Regions from separate parts of the Mus musculus genome. Here all the other regions are linked to region 1. The links are chromatin contacts, called in public Hi-C and HiChIP or PLAC-seq maps. All regions are on one chromosome and are shown on one strand. The core of a region is the stretch at or near the end of the contact, and the rest is flanking DNA. Distances in the headings are between cores, read along the strand shown. Region 1 overlaps Stk24 (serine/threonine kinase 24). Region 2 overlaps Gm33299 (a long non-coding RNA gene). Region 3 overlaps Slc15a1 (solute carrier family 15 (oligopeptide transporter), member 1).

The links. A called contact is a pair of places that touch in the nucleus more often than the background predicts. HiChIP or PLAC-seq counts read pairs in DNA pulled down with a chosen protein or histone mark.
Region 2: a contact with region 1 is called in an H3K27ac HiChIP or PLAC-seq map of extraembryonic endoderm stem cells. The contact joins two enhancer-like sites. A contact is called at or near these places in 4 of 15 datasets of contacts at CTCF or cohesin (CD8 T cells, the NIH/3T3 cell line and pro-B cells), 73 of 484 Hi-C or Micro-C datasets (the AML12 cell line, the AtT-20 cell line, B cells and 56 more), 30 of 115 datasets of contacts at active chromatin or transcription factors (CD8 T cells, acute myeloid leukemia, bone marrow-derived dendritic cells and 23 more) and 4 of 9 other capture datasets (adipose tissue, embryonic stem cells, liver and 1 more).
Region 3: a Hi-C map of liver shows a contact between it and region 1, with 2.6 times the contacts expected there. The contact joins two enhancer-like sites. A contact is called at or near these places in 4 of 484 Hi-C or Micro-C datasets (Sertoli cells, bone marrow-derived macrophages, embryonic fibroblasts and 1 more), 1 of 115 datasets of contacts at active chromatin or transcription factors (embryonic stem cells) and 2 of 9 other capture datasets (adipose tissue and liver).

The regions. Positions count from the first base shown.
Region 1 is chr14:121,297,398-121,300,097 of GRCm38.p6, forward strand. All of the region lies in intron 5 of Stk24 (serine/threonine kinase 24), which reads right to left. Among named protein-coding and RNA genes, the nearest start is that of B930095G15Rik, 50 kb to the left of the region's middle. Within about 2 kb of position 1,369, at least 24 of the 459 cell types and tissues checked have an H3K27ac peak or open chromatin away from gene starts, as enhancers often do. A contact at or near this core is called in extraembryonic endoderm stem cells and liver, where this site is marked.
Region 2 is chr14:121,449,736-121,452,553 of GRCm38.p6, forward strand. All of the region lies in intron 2 of Gm33299 (a long non-coding RNA gene), which reads right to left. Among named protein-coding and RNA genes, the nearest start is that of Gm33299, 5.7 kb to the right of the region's middle. Within about 2 kb of position 1,541, at least 63 of the 459 cell types and tissues checked have an H3K27ac peak or open chromatin away from gene starts, as enhancers often do. A contact at or near this core is called in extraembryonic endoderm stem cells, where this site is marked.
Region 3 is chr14:121,470,461-121,473,160 of GRCm38.p6, forward strand. It overlaps Slc15a1 (solute carrier family 15 (oligopeptide transporter), member 1), which reads right to left. Exons shown (of 23, transcript NM_053079.2): 17 at 2,546-2,695; 18 at 818-867. Among named protein-coding and RNA genes, the nearest start is that of Gm33299, 15 kb to the left of the region's middle. Within about 2 kb of position 1,336, at least 11 of the 459 cell types and tissues checked have an H3K27ac peak or open chromatin away from gene starts, as enhancers often do. A contact at or near this core is called in liver, where this site is marked.

The DNA.
Region 1 (2,700 bases), core at 119-2,618:
ATCTCAGGTTCTGAAAAAGACCACTATTCTGAACTAAGAAACACAAGCCAGTGGCATAATTTTAACACAGGAAACAAGTGGACAGATTTTATGTAGCAAACACTACATACAAATACAAAATTGCTACAGTAGCGATCCAGACTGGCCACCTCTGTGGCAGGCAGCAGGCCTGTGTCAGGTTTCCAGCAGCAGTAACAGGAGTACATGAGCAGGAGGAACTTCACCCCTGGGCAGCACCTGGTACTACACACTGCTGCTCAGACCTAGTGGTCTCAAACAGCAGCACTATAATCAGGGTCTTAGGACACTAGACAGGCAGCTTTCCCTTAGCCCTGCCCCCTTGATTTTCACGAGGGAGGTAGTTTCAAGGGTGTATAAAGGGACTGCATTACCACTGTGCCCACAACTCAAAGCATTATTGCTTTGTTTGATGGCATTTGCAGTGCTGGGAACTGAACCTAGGGGCTCACCCTAGGCAAATGCTCTTATCAGTGGTAGAGAATGTTTATTATAAAAATGGTCAAACACACAGACATGGACATTAATATAACCATACATATGGCACACAAAGGTAATCACTGTGATCACTTTCATATAGACTTTGTTAAGTATAGTGACTTGTAATCACAGCACCCAAGAGACAGAGGCAGGAGGACTGCCACAAGTTTGAGGCTAGCTCAAGCCATATACACAGCAAAATACTAGAACTATATACAGCAGGATCTTATCTCAAAGAAAGAATAAACAGACAGACAGACAGACAGACAGACAGAAGCTATCTTGACACCTGCCACCCCTCACCCCCGAGTACTTCAATATGCCAGCCAAACAGGGCTTGTCTGCACCCTGACACTGAAATTAGCAATACTAGCAGTAGAAATGGAGCTACTGAACTTGGAGCTTTCCCAGGCCATGAGCACAGCAGCTCTCGTGTGTGGTGCTAGGCAGCAACCGATGGCCCATTTTCCAGACAGCACTGCTACCAGAATGAGCAAGGGGGAAAAAAAAGTACGTCCAAGTTCCAGTGAGTTTTTCAAGGAGTATCTACAATTCTTTAATATCAAGTAATACCTGAGCCTTTCCAACTGCTTAAAAACCATAAAAGTTTCCAGAGCTGCTTTATCTGAATTAGGATCCAAAGTCCACTTGCCCCATATGATGGCTACGCTGCCCAGGTCCTTTAATCAATAGCGGTCTCTATTGCCAATTTCCCCAGAGCCTTTAAGAATGAGGTCTCAAGTCCTTACTCTGCGTGTCATTTCCCTTTGTCCTGGTTGGACTTGATAAGCTGGAAGAACCTCACTCAATGGAGAGCACGCCCCGTCACACTGACCTACAGGCAAGCCTTTTTGAAGCATTTTTTCTCCTGATTAATGATTGATGTGGAAAGGCCCAGACCACTGTGGGAGGGGCCATCACCCCTGGACAGGTGGCCCTGGTATGTGAGAAAGCAAACTAAGCCAGCCAGGAAGAACCAGCCAGCAAGTGGAATCCCCTATGGTCTCTGCTACAGCTCCCATCTCCAGGTTCCTGGCCTGACTTCATGAGGGACTGTACATTTTAAGGTGAATTAGCCCTGTGCTCCCCAAGCTGCCTGTGGTCACTGCAGTTACCACAATACTAAAGCCTTCACTAAGCACCCCTGACATCTGATGTGTTTCTCTCTCAGTGTGTTCCCAGCTAAGGCCCTGCAGGTTCTGACTTGAGACTCAGACAGACTAGGCACTGGGACAGCCCTGCTCTCCAACTGCCCAAACCCCTGTGTCGGACTGTCACCTCTGTGCACGGTACGTTCCTTAAATGCTCACTGTATGAAAGGAACACAAGTCTCAGGCCAACTTTACAACAAGCAGGGCTGTCAGGAGCTCAACACGTGTGAAACACGACAAAACGGGTTGGCAAAGAAGGCATGGGGATGGGGTGGAGAACGGCACCTGCTCTTGTCATTGCACCATGAACTTGTCACAAGTCCAACACTTACGGCACAGGTGGCAGGAGAGGCCGATGAAGGGGACCAGGGGACCAGAACAATCTCCAGCCTTTACCTGGAGTACCCTTGCTTGCTATTCTCCTGAAACCTTGTGAGCACCAGAAATCCCTGCCACATCACCTCAGTCATCACCATGAAGGTGGCTAGAAAAAGGGAGAAAGCCACACAGCAGGAAGAGGAGGACTGAGGCAGGCCTGACTCACGTGCTCCCACTGTAGTCCTCGTAACTACGGCACCTACTCCCATGCTCTGAGGCACAGCCATGTCCCACCATGCATCAATGGGGCCCCTGGCAATGGCTCTCCATCCAGATCTCCAGACTTCACACACCCTGCTCAGCCTTACAGGTTACAAGGCCGGACAGTCATGGTCTCTGCCTGAGGTTAGCTGCGCTCTGACTGCACAGCAATCCTGCAAGGAACTGTCTCTGCTTACTCTGTCCCCGGTACACTGAGTGACAGCCCTGGGCTGCAAAGCAACCTGAGATTCCTCTTTGGAACATCCTGAATACAACCAGGAATAGTGGCAGGCCACTGTAACCCCAGCTCTGAAGGTTGGTTGGCAAGAGGAACTGAAAGTTCAAGACCAGACTGGGCTCTCTAGTGGAGTCCATCTAAACCAAACCATGAAGTATTTGAACCCACACAGGTGAGAAGTGTGTGGCAGTGAACTCTTAGGTGCCTAGCGTTCCCACACCCCTCTAGTTCTAT
Region 2 (2,818 bases), core at 291-2,790, 150 kb after region 1:
ATCTCATTTTATATACACAAATATTCCAAATTGATTCTTTTAAAAAGTCCTCAAATTAAAAACACACTCTTTCTGTCTGTCTTCTCTCTCTCTCTCTCTCCCTCTCTCTCCCCTTCTCCCTTCCTCCTTTCCTTTTTTTGAGACAGGATTTCTCTGTGTACCCTTGGCTGTCCTCAAACTCACTCTACAGAGTCCAGGCTGGCCTCAAACTCAGAGATCCACCTCCTGTGCCTCCTAAGTTCTGGGATGTACCATCTCCTGACCCTGTTTCTAATTAAAATAAAACATTATTATTAGAATCTCAAGCGTGTTGAATAAACATCCTGTAATATATCCAAGGGACAAGCTTATCTAGGGAAAAGGGTTCCCATATACAATGATTTATCTTCACTGCTAACATATCTCTGGGTGTGTCCAGGAGGGTGTTTCCAGAAATGTTTAACTGAGGGGGGGAAAGAACCAAGCCGAGTATTCAGGGTGCCATCCCTTGGGCATGAGTCCCACACTGATCAAACGTGAAAGAGCTGCCTCTCACTGCTTCCTGAATGTGGATACAGTGTGAGCAGCTACCTCAGGTGTTGCTGTTGTGCCTTCCCTGTCATGGTGGACAAACGAACCTTTCCTCCCATACCACATGTCTTCTTTGTCATGTATTCTGTTGTAATGGTGAGTAACTAAAATACCATATAAAATATTAAATACTGAGCCTGGCATGGGATTTTAATAGCATCATCAAAAGTAGAAAGACAAGGAAGAACACTCCCTAAATACCCAAGAGAGAACCTCCTTCAACGGGATTTCTGTACCCAGCCAAGTGCCAATCAAATGGAAGAGGAATCTAACATGTTTTTAGACTTGAAAGATCCAAGGGGGAAAAAAGGCAAAAACAGGATTTAAACTTAAAAAAAAAAAAAAAAAAAAAAAAAAAAATCAAGGAAACTCCAAGATCATTTCTACAGGACTCCTCCAGAACTCTTTATAAAAGGCTCCCAGATTGGCATCTTGTAGAAGATTCTGGAAAAACCAACATATTGAAAACAGAACTCTCTTGGTAGAACATGTATAATATTTATAATCATAGTGGACCCTCGCTGTTCTCTAACCTCTTGTTAAGCTTGCTTCTGTTAGCACTTATCAGCAACCACCACTGTTTCAGATTTGCTAATCTGTCGGGCAACCTCAACGCATGGAAAACAGCAATGTGCCATGGGCTGAATGAAAAACGAGTGCGTCAGACATTAGTGAAATGATGCAGAACCCACCACGCGGGAGACGCCTTCTAGTCGACAGTCTCCTTCCTCAGTATCCCCCAATTCAGTAAAGCCCATTACTATCGGGCGCCTCTGGGTGCCGTCCTGAGGAACAGCAAACCTACTGGAATCCCCGACCTAACAGACCACCTCCGCCCTTCTCAAGATGGAAACATTTAGGATGATCAATTCCGGTATCTAACAAGGCTTCTTATGTTTAAGCATGAACAATTCCGGAGGAGACAGGGCCAATGTTTACCTAAAACTTTTGTTATTTTGTAACCCACAAGTGTACTCTTCTGCCACCTTGTGGCAAAGATGGGGCACTCCCAGATAAACACTTGAGGGTTGCTTCACTGGGCCATGGTTGGTCAAACCCCAAGGGGTTGGGCGGGGTGCTCATCAAATGCCTTTAAAGCTATCAAAGCAGGCAAGGGTGGTGCATCCGCTTGGCACTAAACTACAGTTAGTATAAAGTAAATGTTTGCTAAGTATTTGTTGGCAAAGAAGTAAAACAGTATTTGTTGGCAAAGAAGTAAAACAATAACCTGCTTGTATAGAGTACCTACTATGTGCAAGACCAATGCACTTTCTATGTCTGGTTTCATTTCATTAAAGCAACCAGCTCCCTTCCGTCCTGGGAACCCCTCGGTCCTGGATACACGAGCATGAAACATATCACCAAGGGCAATACGTCCAGGTAACCCATATTTCTGGACAGAAAACTGAGCCTCAGAACTGTATGCAGTCACTTGCTCTCTGTATTATGCACTTTCCTCATGGCCTGGCCTGAGAAGACACGACTTTAGAAAGTAAGGGCTCACAGTTCAGGTGTGCAGTTGGCCGTGGTGGAGAAGAGACAACTCATAAGAGGCAAGAGGACCTCAAGTTGAAACCATGGCTTCTACAGCATAAACTGACCACTCTTCTATGCTGCTCCTGGAAGAAGAATGCAGAGTCTCATAGACATGACTCCTTCTAGCTGAAGGTTTAGTAAGTTCTTCTGTTCCCAGGACCTAAAGGTACAAAGGGAACTGGAGGTGTCCTCTAGTGCTTTCTGAAGTAACTTGTTAAGCAAATACCTGAATAATTAAGGTGGAGAGAGAAGAAAAGGAGAGAGGAGGAGGGGTGAGAGGGAGGAGAAGAAAGGGAAGAGGAGAGGAGATAGAACACCTTCCTGTAGGAGCAAACATTGCTCCCACACATTGCTTAACTGCCATGTGCCTTGGTCTCCTCAGGGGCAGTCAGGAGATGCTGGCCCACTTCCTTTGAGTGCTAGATGAAACAAAGCACTCAGAGCCTTAGTATGGGCCACTCTGAAAGTCCTAATGCCACCTTCCTGGACTGAGCAGCTCTTCTGTAGGTCATGAGGGGATCTTGAGTCAATGCTTGATCTCTTTCTGCTGCTTCTTTAGCCGGAGGGACCCCACCTCGGCACTGGCCAGAGTGTGGGACTTTTCAAGGAGAAGCCTATGTCTTTGCCATGACCCATAAACCCGTGACTGAACACACAGTCGCTTCTGCCCCCACCCCAACCCCTGCCCTTGCTCTCGACTGTGTGCGATGGT
Region 3 (2,700 bases), core at 86-2,585, 170 kb after region 1:
TCTTCAGGGGACCTTGATCTTGGACCTCCAGCCAGAGGAACTAGGAGGTCATAAATTCCTGTTTAACAGCATCACCAGGCCATGGCACTTGTCCTGAGCCTCAGCACAGACAGGCATGGAAAAAATGAGAGAAGGAACCAAAAACCAAATGGTCTTGTGCTGGTGAGATGAATTACACTGATTTTTTTTTTTTTTCAGAGAAAAATCTGGGACTGTCAAAGTCAATGATTAAGACACCAGAGGCTTGGTGAGAGGCCAGCCGTTATAAGGAAGTGCCTGAAAGTCAGAAACCATCAGAGAACATCAGAGAAGTCTCCAGACCTCTGGGACATGTGTGAGAGGACAGGGCATTTTCAGGCCTGCCAGGGTGAGTAAAAAGGCAGCACAGGATCCAGGAAAGAAAGGCAGTCTCCTGGGCACAGCGGCGATGTCTCTGACCAGAGCATGTGCTTCTGGTAGGTCCCAGAGGGAAAAGTGGTCCCCAGGGAGGACTGTTGATAACCTGACACTGTAGCTAACTAACTAGACACTATATAGTATATAATGCTATAAGTATACATATAAGTATAAGTGACCAGGTAAAGGCTAACATTATTTGTGTCATGAATGAATGCTGAATTCTATAGCTTATTTTTCCGCACCAGTTGATAATAAACATGATGTGGACTTTCTTCTCTAAGTTATGAATTACGTTGGTTGTGTATTCTTGGTACACTCTTGACACTTTCACACCCTGGTCACCACTGGGCTTGGTTAAAGGAATGCGTTAAGCTCGGTTAGATGCGAGGAGAGCCAGTTTCAAGAGAAATCTCCGTACCTGATTCCGTTCTCCCCTTTCTCTGGCTTTTGGTTAAGACCATCTTTTACCTGAGAGAGAGAGAAGAAAGAATATAAGAATGTTTCTAAGCCAGAGAGATGGCTCAGTGTGTGAGGCACCTACTGTGTAAGCCTGACCCTTTGAGTTTAATCCTTGACAAGATGGGAGGGGAGACTCCACTTCACACAGTTTTTCTCTCACCTCTGTACATGCACCGCGGCACGGGTCCACCGCTCTCTTATGTGCCCATCATGTGCGTAGATAAACACACATGCACATACAATAAATAAACAGATAAATAAAGTGTCCTGGCGCTTAGCTCATTAGGATCAGTTCACACTAGCACTTTAGACTTTGAGCGCACCATCCTGGCCCTTGTCCTGGGAGATACGGTTCTACTTCTTCCTTCTTGGTTTCCCTCCAGGCTAACACACGTTTTCCTGTTATAGATCCTTGATTGTCAGTGGCTCCAAAGGGCACGACTCTCTGACAGTTTAGATGGTCTGACCTTCGGACATGGCAACACTGTATTGTTAATACAGAGTTCATGTTTGACAACTGTGCAGATGAGTCAGGAAAACCACTGGGAAATACATCTCACGAGCATGTTTTGCTAGGCCACATTTACAGCTTGGCTGGGGTGTGTCAACCTGTGGGCCACAGGCTGCGTACACCTGATAGAACAAGCCACCCAAGAGCTTCCTTGTTAAGCAAATGGCTGAGAACATTAACCGCACGTTGAGTTTTTCCTTAAGTCCTCACTCGAATCCCCTGGCAGACTGCCCAAAGTTCCTTTTTCAGATCAACTCTTCTTGTACCAAATGACACACCTAGATGTCTTCATTTTGTCAGGTAGTATTTCATATGTATTTTATTCCTTGTATCTGGTATACATACCATACTTTTATAAGAGCACATTTAACAATTAATACAATTAATGATATGTTAAGCACATTACCTCAAAGTCTGAGAATGTACATATACATTCATGTGAATTACATATACACATGGAAGTGTACATCCATACACGAGCATGGGTGCACACTCATAACACAGTTATTATTTATTTACCTTTATATTTTAACATGTTTTTGTTTTTGTTTTCAGACAAGTTTCCCCTGTGTAGTCCTGGCCAGCCTGAAACTCAAAGAGCCCCTCCTATATCTTCTTCCCGAGTGCTGGAATCTAAGCGCCGAGCTAAGATAGGGTCTTCCTATACAGTCCAGGCCAGCATCTGCTTCCTGAGAGCTGTAAAAAAGGCATGGACCACCACACCTGGTTCCTACTTTTCTTTTTACATCGTCATTAACAGTGATCCACCTTCCCCACCAGCCAGACCTTCACTGGGACTCAAATGTCTGTGCTCCTCAAGAGTTTGAAATTACCTAAAGCAGTCTTCAATATTGGTAAAGCCAAGCCAAAGCCACACCAGTAAAAAGCTCTGCCCTGTGGCTGCAGAGATGGCTCAGTGGTTAAGAGCACTGGCTGCTTTTGCAGAGGACCTGGGTTCAATTCCCAGCACATACAATATAATTCATAACTATCTGTAACTATAGTTCCTGGGGACCTGATGCCCTCTCTGACCTCAGACACCAAACACCCATGTAGTACACATATGTACATGCAGATAAGACACTCATACATGTAAAAGAAAGCCTAAAACACTTTTAAAGCTGTGTCTCCGATATTGCAAATAGCCAAGAGACATCTGTAGTGTTCAGTACTTACCACACGGTATTGACTGGGGTTCCACACTAGAAGGGTGTGCCGGTGACCCTGCTCAAAATCATGAGCTACTGTGGTGACTCCTGGGGATCCAGAGGAAGATATGTTTATGCTTGTCAGCTTGTCTATATCGAAAGTCATGAACGTGTCTGTCTGGA